Linked DNA regions of Mus musculus: regions 1 and 3 are each linked to region 2. A link is a contact called in public Hi-C and targeted proximity ligation data. All regions are on one chromosome and are shown on one strand. The core of a region is the stretch at or near the end of the contact, and the rest is flanking DNA. Distances in the headings are between cores, read along the strand shown.

Region 1 (2,711 bases), core at 60-2,559, 130 kb before region 2:
ACAACTATCTGTAACTATAGTTCAAAAGGATGTGATGTCCTTGTTCTGGCTTATGCAGTCATCAGATATACATGGGGTTCATAAACATACATGTAGGTAAAACACCCATACATATAAAATAATTGGGGGGTGACTTCAGTGGTTAAGACACTTGTTGCTCTTCTAGAGAACCCAGGTTCAATTCCCAGCACCTACATGGTGGTTCACAACCATTCTCAACTCAAATTTGAGGGAATCCAGTGCCTTCTTCTGATCTCCTCAGTCATCTGACATGTACATACATCCAGGCAACACAATAACACATGAAATAAAATTAATATAATACATAAATACATGCACACATACATACATGCCAAAGTCCAGCATGTTAGCGCTGAAGCAGGAGAATTACTTAAGTCCAAGAAGATGGAACCAGCCTGGACAATGTTAAGAGACTCCATCTCTTTAAAAGAAAGACATAAAGACAAAAAGCAAAAACAAAGGAGGAGGGTAAAGGAAGTCTAGGGAGTAGAAAAAAGAAAAGGAAAAAGTTAACTACTACCAAGAAAAATCCAGACTTACTTTTTGTCAACTAATTCAAATAGTTCAAGTACTATAGTTTGTTCCTGCATAAATATGCATGTTCAACTTGAATGAATAGCCAGAATCCCCTTCCAATGGGAGCTGTCTAAGAAGCATTACATTAGGCAGTTCTGTCATTTTGTTCTCACATCACAGACTCAGACGGCGTGATGTTACTGGGTAACATACTCTATGGAACCACTGCCACATGCACGGTCTGTGGACGTTGGAAACATCATTAAGCAGCCCACAACCAGACATGGGAAGCTGTTTCTGGTTTGCACAATTTCAAAAGTAACTGTCACATGTATAAGAAAAATGAGATACTCCTAGTAGGAAAAGGAGATTCTTGGTTCTGTTTTAAACTGAGGTCGGACTGGGAAGGGAAGGGGTATGTAAGAGCAATGGCAGACGAGGAGCAAGGCTCGCCCAGAAACATACATACGAGAGAAAAAGGGAACAAAGGCCTTCGAAAATGGTATGGATTATTCTGAGGGGAAGGAAAGCTACACATGCCAGAATAGGGGTGAACACAAGTAGGAAAAGAAATGAAGAGCTTTCTATTAAAACATCGAATACTCTCCAAACCTCTGACCCACAAGGCAGGATGGTGGTATTAACAGACAAGCCAAACAGGAAAGAGAAGTGCCTACAGCCAGACAAGAGACAGGGCAGTAACAGCACAAAAGCCTGTCCCGAGGATCACGGGGGTAAAAGCACTTGCTGTCAAGCCTGGCAACCTTTGATTCCTGGAACTCACATCATAGGCAGGCAAAATGACTTCCACAAGTTGACCTCTGATCCCCACTCACACATACAGAGAGGCACACAAAATAAGTGAATAACAATGTAACTTTAAAAAATGTAATATTGGGGCTGGTGAGATGGCTCAGCGGTTAAGAGCACTGACTGCTCTTCCGAAGGTCCTGAGTTCAAATCCCAGCTACCACATGGTGGCTCACAACCATCTGTAATGGGATCTGATGTCCTCTTCAGTGTAACTTACACATAAAAAATGTAATATTAAAGGTGAAAGAAAAACTGGTTAAACTGTACTTGATTGTGACTCAGTTATACTATAACAACTCAGTTAGACTACAGCATAGCTAATACATAATCTTAAGCTGTGGTAATAACCAGTACCCCAGAGCTCGTGTCTCTAGCTGCGTATGTAGAAGATGGCCTGGTCGGCCACCATTGGGAAGAGAGGCCCCTTGGTCTTGCAAAGTTTATATGCCTCAGTACAGGGGAACAGCAGGGCCACGAAGTAGGAATGAGTGGGTAGGGGAGCAGGGCGGGGGAGGATATAGGGGGCTTTCGGGATAGCATTTGAAATGTAAATGAAGAAAATACCTAATAAAAAAATTGGAAAAAGAAAAAAAATGTAATAAATAAAACCTGTCCCAGTCCATGGAAGATAGATACTATCTCACTGTGACCTACCCTGGACAGATGGCATCTTACTGGACTATATCACATTATGTCACCAAATACAGTGTCTTACTTTGAAGGAAACTGAAGACTGACAACCACACTGGTATCCAAAATGGCCAGAAGTTACAAAAGACTCAACCACTTTAATGGCAAAACAAGTAGGTTTGGAAACACTTCTTTTCCGTTATTATGTATAACAGAAAACCTATCCTGTGGAGCAAGAATAAATAAGAACCAAAGAAGAAAGTAAAGATCACGGAGAGCAGAAGCTAGAGCTTGCTAAGGAGAGACTGCAGCATGTGGAGAGCCTCTGCGAGGGCAGCTTCATTCTAGGAGAAGGCCACACTAAATGACTGCCACTCAGCCTATCAAAACTGTTTTGATGTACAAGGTACAAATTATAGCTATATATATGGCTGTCATAGAACCCCTGGAAGAAAATAGGAAGGCTCTACAAGCTTAGTGACCATGACCCTGCATAACCTTTCTCTATTACGGTAACTTTAGTGAAATATAATGGCATTAAAAAATAGGAAATGACAGCCAACAAATGAATAAAAAGACTGAAAACAATGAACTATCTAAAAAGTCTAATATCCACACAAAACCAGCATAACATGTGCAAACAGCTTTCTTTGGCTCCGGAGTGGGGGTGGGGCTTTCAGAGGATAGAAACTGAACCTAGGATCTCTGGCATGCTAGGAAAGCATTCTACC
Region 2 (2,700 bases), core at 69-2,568:
TCTTATTTTCGACAAAATATAGCATTCTGATTACACACCATCTTGGTCCCATGGCTCTCAGCCTGCCAGGCTCCCGGAAGTGGCCCACGACCACGGCAAAGAGTAAGACAGCAATCCCAAAACGGAGATGCACTCGGAGCCCCTGGGGACTGAGTGCTTGGACACTCTGACGGAGGCAAGTCCTTCCTTGGGACAGCGGCAGCTTTCTCTCAAGGTCTCCTGGCTTGTTCTACCAGGTACAGGACAGCCACTCAGGTTCATATATAGGAAGAGCAGCCCATCAGACAACTCCCCCAAGAGGATAATTGTGACATTGCAGCCTGTCCCCAGGTCCGTTTCACATACGTTAACCGTGTCTCAGACACCAAGGAGCAGAACCCAGGGGCCCCTTTGGCGAGTTTCATGATCTGGAAAGAGGGAGAGAGGGAGAGGAAGAGGGGGAGGGGCAAGAGGAGGGGACAGAAAGTGAGAACACACATGCAGGTGTTTAGGCTACATGTATGTCAATATACAATGCACATACCTGGTGCCTGCAGGGGTAGAAGAGACACAGACCCTTAAAGTAATTTCAAAGAAACCATTTACAATGCAAATAGGCTTCCACTCTCTACCTCTTTGAGCTTCAGTTTCCCCATCTCTCATCCTGGGGTTGTGGTGGTTCCATCTCAGCCACTGGGCAGCGGCCAGCACAAGCCTCAGTTGTTTAATCTGTTGTTTTCTGGGTGTTCCAAAGGAGGACGCATTTATTTACAAAGGAAATCGTCACTAACCACACCTAGTGTAAGAAGCACACACACCCAGGAATTGTTCTCATCAGACCACTGTCTAAGTATCAAAAGCAGCGCAAGCACAAACTACACAGAACTTCTGGGAACGGCACAGGGCTCCTGCTGTGCCACGTTTACCCTGCATATGGCCTGGGACCCTCACCCATCTTTAGCAAAAAACTAAGCTGAGCAGCCGGGCTTCGTGGACTCTGTGGACACCGGGATTTTCCTGGCAGCCACCATACGGTGCATCTGCACAGTGACCTGAGCCTGGGCTCCCCTTTCACTGAGGACCAGCACTAGATGCAAAGGCTTGGAACTGCAATGTCTGCTCAACATATATGAAGCCCTGGGTACTGTCCCCAGCATCGGGAAAGAGCCACTGACACTCAAGGTCAGGAAGAGATCAGAGTCCTTGTGTCCCCAAGACCGATGCAGATTAAGAATTCAGCAAGGATGAACTTAGGGACCCAGGACTGGAGCTGCAGTCAGGCTGTGGTGCCTCGGTGCCACACCCTGAGAACTACTGCCAACCCTGCAACAGTCAGTCAGACCTGCCAGCTAGCTGGCACTGACGCATTTCCACGGAGGTGGGAGAAGGTGGGATGGCCCAGGCCCTCCCCTGCGGGCCAGAGAGGGAAGTGGTTCCCGTGTGGCCACAAAGATCACATTGTTCTGTCCTCGGAGAGGAAACTGGAGAACCGATTTCAGAAACAAGCCTACCTTTGTACCAGCGCCTGTTTCCTTTAAGTAGTGCAGAGACGAGTCAGAAACCCGCGAAACTTATCATCGCTCTCCAAAGTCTGTTTATTGAGCCAAACTTGCAAGTTTCTGCTTTCAAACAAGCCACAGCTCCTGGAAAAAAAGTGGGAACCCAGGTGCCAAGGCACAGGGGCCACCGCCCAAAATGGTGACAGGCGCCAACTCAGGATCCAATGACAATTCTGTCCACCATGTGGCCAAATGGACAGGCAAAAACAATGAAGGGAAAGACACAAACCATCTCTGGGGGCGTAGAGATGAAATTCTAGCCCCTGGCCTTCTGGCCTCAACCAAGCTTATCAGGGCACAGACGTGCCTGGAGGATTCTATGTGAGTCTGGACTCTAGCTGTCTTGGAGCCTCAGGGGCAGCAGGTCCAGAAGTTGGTGAGGATGCAGAAGAACCCAGGAGCCCTTCCCACAGTGCCTGTTATGGACACCAGGACACACGGACTGTGCAGAGACCCAAGGATAACCCAAACTCCCTACTGAAGAAATCCAGAGAGAAGCTCTAGTCTGGCTCTGTTCTGGGGCAGGTCCTGGCTTGCTGACCCCCACAGATCCCATGCCTGCCCGCCTTCCTAGACTGCTATCTGCCAAATGGTCCTTAGTCCCCATAGGAGGTGGATTTGCAGTCACCTGTGCTACAGATGAGAAGACTGAGGCCTAATAAAGGCAAGGAACCTTGCAAAGTACCACCTGGGGCAACTCAGCCCAGAGGACTCAGGTGCCTGGTGGGGGAGGGGACTGTCTCTCCACAACACTTAGGTTGATTCATTAGAGAACTAGGTGTGGGACTCAAACTTACGACCCCTGCACTCCAGAGGCTGAGGCGGCAGGATCACAAGTCAAGACAGTCTAGGTGGACTAATAAGATCCTGTCTCAAAAACAGGGGGAGTGTTTTCTGGAGAGACTGCTCAGGGGTTAAGAGCACCAGCTGCTCTTCCAGAGAACCTGAGTTCCATTGCCAGCACCCACACGACTGCTCACAATCATGTAACTCTACATCCAAGGGATCCAGTCATGCAAAGCCACAGATGCAGTCAAAACACTCACGCATATAAAAATAAACCTAAAACAAACAAAAACAAAAAAACAAGATTGGCGCATTGTGCGCAATGCTGACAGTTCTGTAAAAGCTATGTGAACAACATGCGATCACTAGGCAATGT
Region 3 (2,700 bases), core at 96-2,595, 140 kb after region 2:
GCTTGTGTTAGGTGCTGGGTTTATTAATCAGGATGCCTTTTAGCAACATGTATGTTAAAGTAAGCCAAAGCTTACTGTCAGTGACTTGGAGGCATGGCCCACAGCTCAGGAAGAGCCAAGGCTTGGGTGTCATTTTGCCACTCTTGCCTGGCAGGAGATGACATCTAGAAGTGTATAGGACAGGCACCTGTTGTGTCCTTTGCCCTTTTTCTTACCTATGCTTTAGCTATCTTGTGAGGTTTTTTTTTTTCTTTTTTGACCCTGGAGAGTGTGTCCATGGCACATGTGTGGAAGTTAGACGACAAGTCAGTGCTGTCCTTCCATTGTGCTAAACTCAGGCGCCTGCCAGTGTGGTTACCTAGTCAGTGTTGTGTTTAGAAGTTAAGGTTTTACCAGAATATCCTGACCATAATTCAACAAGCATCGGAACTTTCTCCCAGGGCTTCAGGCATGCCTCGTGTATGGACAGGGCCTGCTGTTGGCCTGCTCGCTTCTCTTTCCCCTGCCTTTTCTTGCAGTTTGGCAGCTGGTAGAAGTCCTGCTTTGACAGGTGTACACGGCAACATTGCTACCTAGGCCCAAGGAAGACATTCTTTCTCTAAGCAAGGCCTGAGAGATGGGGTCTCAGGAGGGCCACGGTGACTTTCTGCTTTAGCACCCAGGAGTGAAGACAACAAGACATCCCATGTCCAAAATGAGTCCTCCAGTCTAAGTTCCAGTGCCCTTTGGAGGGTCATGGTTTTCTAGGCCTTGGTACCTTACTGGCTTGTCTGTCTCCTATAGTTAGTGATAAGGTGTCTGAAATGTGAAAACTCAAGTAGCACCCAAAACTGGACAGGCACTGCCCTCAACACAAGCCAATACAGTGCCCAACAGACATGCCAGTAGAGAGAGTTTATGCGGTCTAAAGGAGCTCCTGCCTGGGCATGGAGGTCTCACTGGCTCGTTCTCCTGCTCAGGCGGCCTGCCTTTCTATGCCATCACTCTTTTCAGGTGGCCTTTGCCAGTCGGTCAGGCAAAAATCCTTGTGCCTGATAAATGGGAGACTTTCACGTGCTGCTTAGGGTTTTCTGGATTCTAAACTACAAATGGCCCTTGTACAGACTTGATTCACATGCTTTGCCAGCATAGTCTAAGAGCTCAAGGCAACACTAGTGTTCTTTTGTTGTGCTTCTTTATGGTGCACACAGAGCGGCATGCTACTGTGTTAAGTGACATCCCGGAGCAGCCGCAGTCGGTGGCCATACGTACGGTGTGCCCTTTGTGAGTTGGAACTGAAGCTGTAATGTAGGTAGCATAACAGTGGTCAGGAACTCAGTGTCTGGAGCCACAGCCAAGCTCAAGTACCAGCTCTCAGCAGCTGGCATGTGGAGATAGATCACCTGCCTAAGGAAGCTTGGTTCCTTCATAGGTATGTTAAGAGTCACTCTAGGTCATCATGTGACTTGTGTGCAGTATCCAGCAGGTAGCTGTCAGGAGAATTGTATGCCCCGCCTCCCCCAAAGTTACCATCCAGCTTATGCATTTGGGATTTATTGACCGTTACAAAAGAGAGAAAGTGCCCTCAGCAAGGGCAGCTAGGGCACTCCTGCCTCCGTGGACATCAGGGCCCTGACTGAATCTCAATACACTTTGAAATGGTTGACTCACAGTTCGTCGTGTCCACCAGCTTTCCTCCTCTAGACTTAGCATCATGGAAGCCCCATCTCTCACAAGTATTCTTAAGTGTCTGCATAGTGACTCACCCCTGGCACTCTTGGAGAGTCTTAATCACATTTTCCTGCTTCCTGCTTTCAGTGAGCTCACCTTTTCGCTGGACTTTTAGTGAGATGATACTTTTCAAATAAACTCTGAATACTTTGACAGAAATACAAGGGCAATCTTTTCTGAAACAGTGTGCCAAGTGTAGTCTGTGCTCAGATCACAAACATAAGTTTGCTCAGATCACAAACATAAGTTTGGTCAGTGCTTGGCACTGCTACCTACAGGGAGTCTAAGAAAGGGAGGGTCTGGGAGAAATTGGACTTAGAGTCAACTTAAAATGGAATTCAGCTAACGGACTAAATTAAGAACTAAGTAAAGAGAGCCTTTGACGCCAAGAGTCCAATTAGAAGAGGCTCTCTAAAGGAGGAAACTAGCCAGGTGAAGCGTGTCCATAGCAGAGGGACTCACGAGCCCAAGCTCACAAGTCGGAAGGCCTAATCTGGAAAGCTGCTGCTTCACGGATGGAGAAAAGAAAGAATGTGACTTAGTTGAAGGTTTCAGCCTTTATTCTCAGGACATCAGGGTGTTGCAAGGGTTGCCTTCCAGGGGGACATGAGACAATGAGACAAGTCATTCTGCCTCTGGGGAGATAAGAGTGGGCCAGTGCCCTGCGTGGGCCAGGCAGGAGGTAGTGCCATGTGGGACGGTGACTTAACTGCAGGCAGTTAGGGAAGGAAGAATCAGGGATGATCAGCTTGGGCAGTGGATAGATGGAATATACTACTGACAGGGTAGAGAACTGAGGGAGAAGCTGCCAGAGCTCTGGGCGACAGTGCAGGCCTATCAGCCCTGGAGCAGCTTCAATCAGTGTTCAGGAGGGCTAGAGGCATAGGAACTGCTAGCATCTGATGGCAAGTGGCCAGGTAGGTACTTGTCACCTGGAAAATTATATTCAAAGGGCTTGGGCCGGCAGATGCCTAATGGCTTGCCAGGGCC

Evidence for each region. Hi-C and Micro-C count contacts between places; a contact is called where the count stands out from the background.
Region 1: a Hi-C map of liver shows a contact between it and region 2, with 1.4 times the contacts expected there.
Region 3: a contact with region 2 is called in a targeted proximity ligation map of pancreatic cancer cells. A contact is called at or near these places in 1 of 130 datasets of targeted methods (pancreatic cancer cells) and 2 of 9 other capture datasets (adipose tissue and pancreatic islet).

Annotation. Positions count from the first base shown.
Region 1 is chr19:3,538,357-3,541,067 of GRCm38.p6, forward strand. The region is part of intron 2 of Ppp6r3 (protein phosphatase 6, regulatory subunit 3); the gene reads right to left. Among named protein-coding and RNA genes, the nearest start is that of Ppp6r3, 36 kb to the right of the region's middle.
Region 2 is chr19:3,667,908-3,670,607 of GRCm38.p6, forward strand. All of the region lies in intron 1 of Lrp5 (low density lipoprotein receptor-related protein 5), which reads right to left. Among named protein-coding and RNA genes, the nearest start is that of Gm36672, 17 kb to the right of the region's middle.
Region 3 is chr19:3,809,311-3,812,010 of GRCm38.p6, forward strand. The region is part of intron 10 of Kmt5b (lysine methyltransferase 5B); the gene reads left to right. Among named protein-coding and RNA genes, the nearest start is that of Gm16066, 6.5 kb to the left of the region's middle.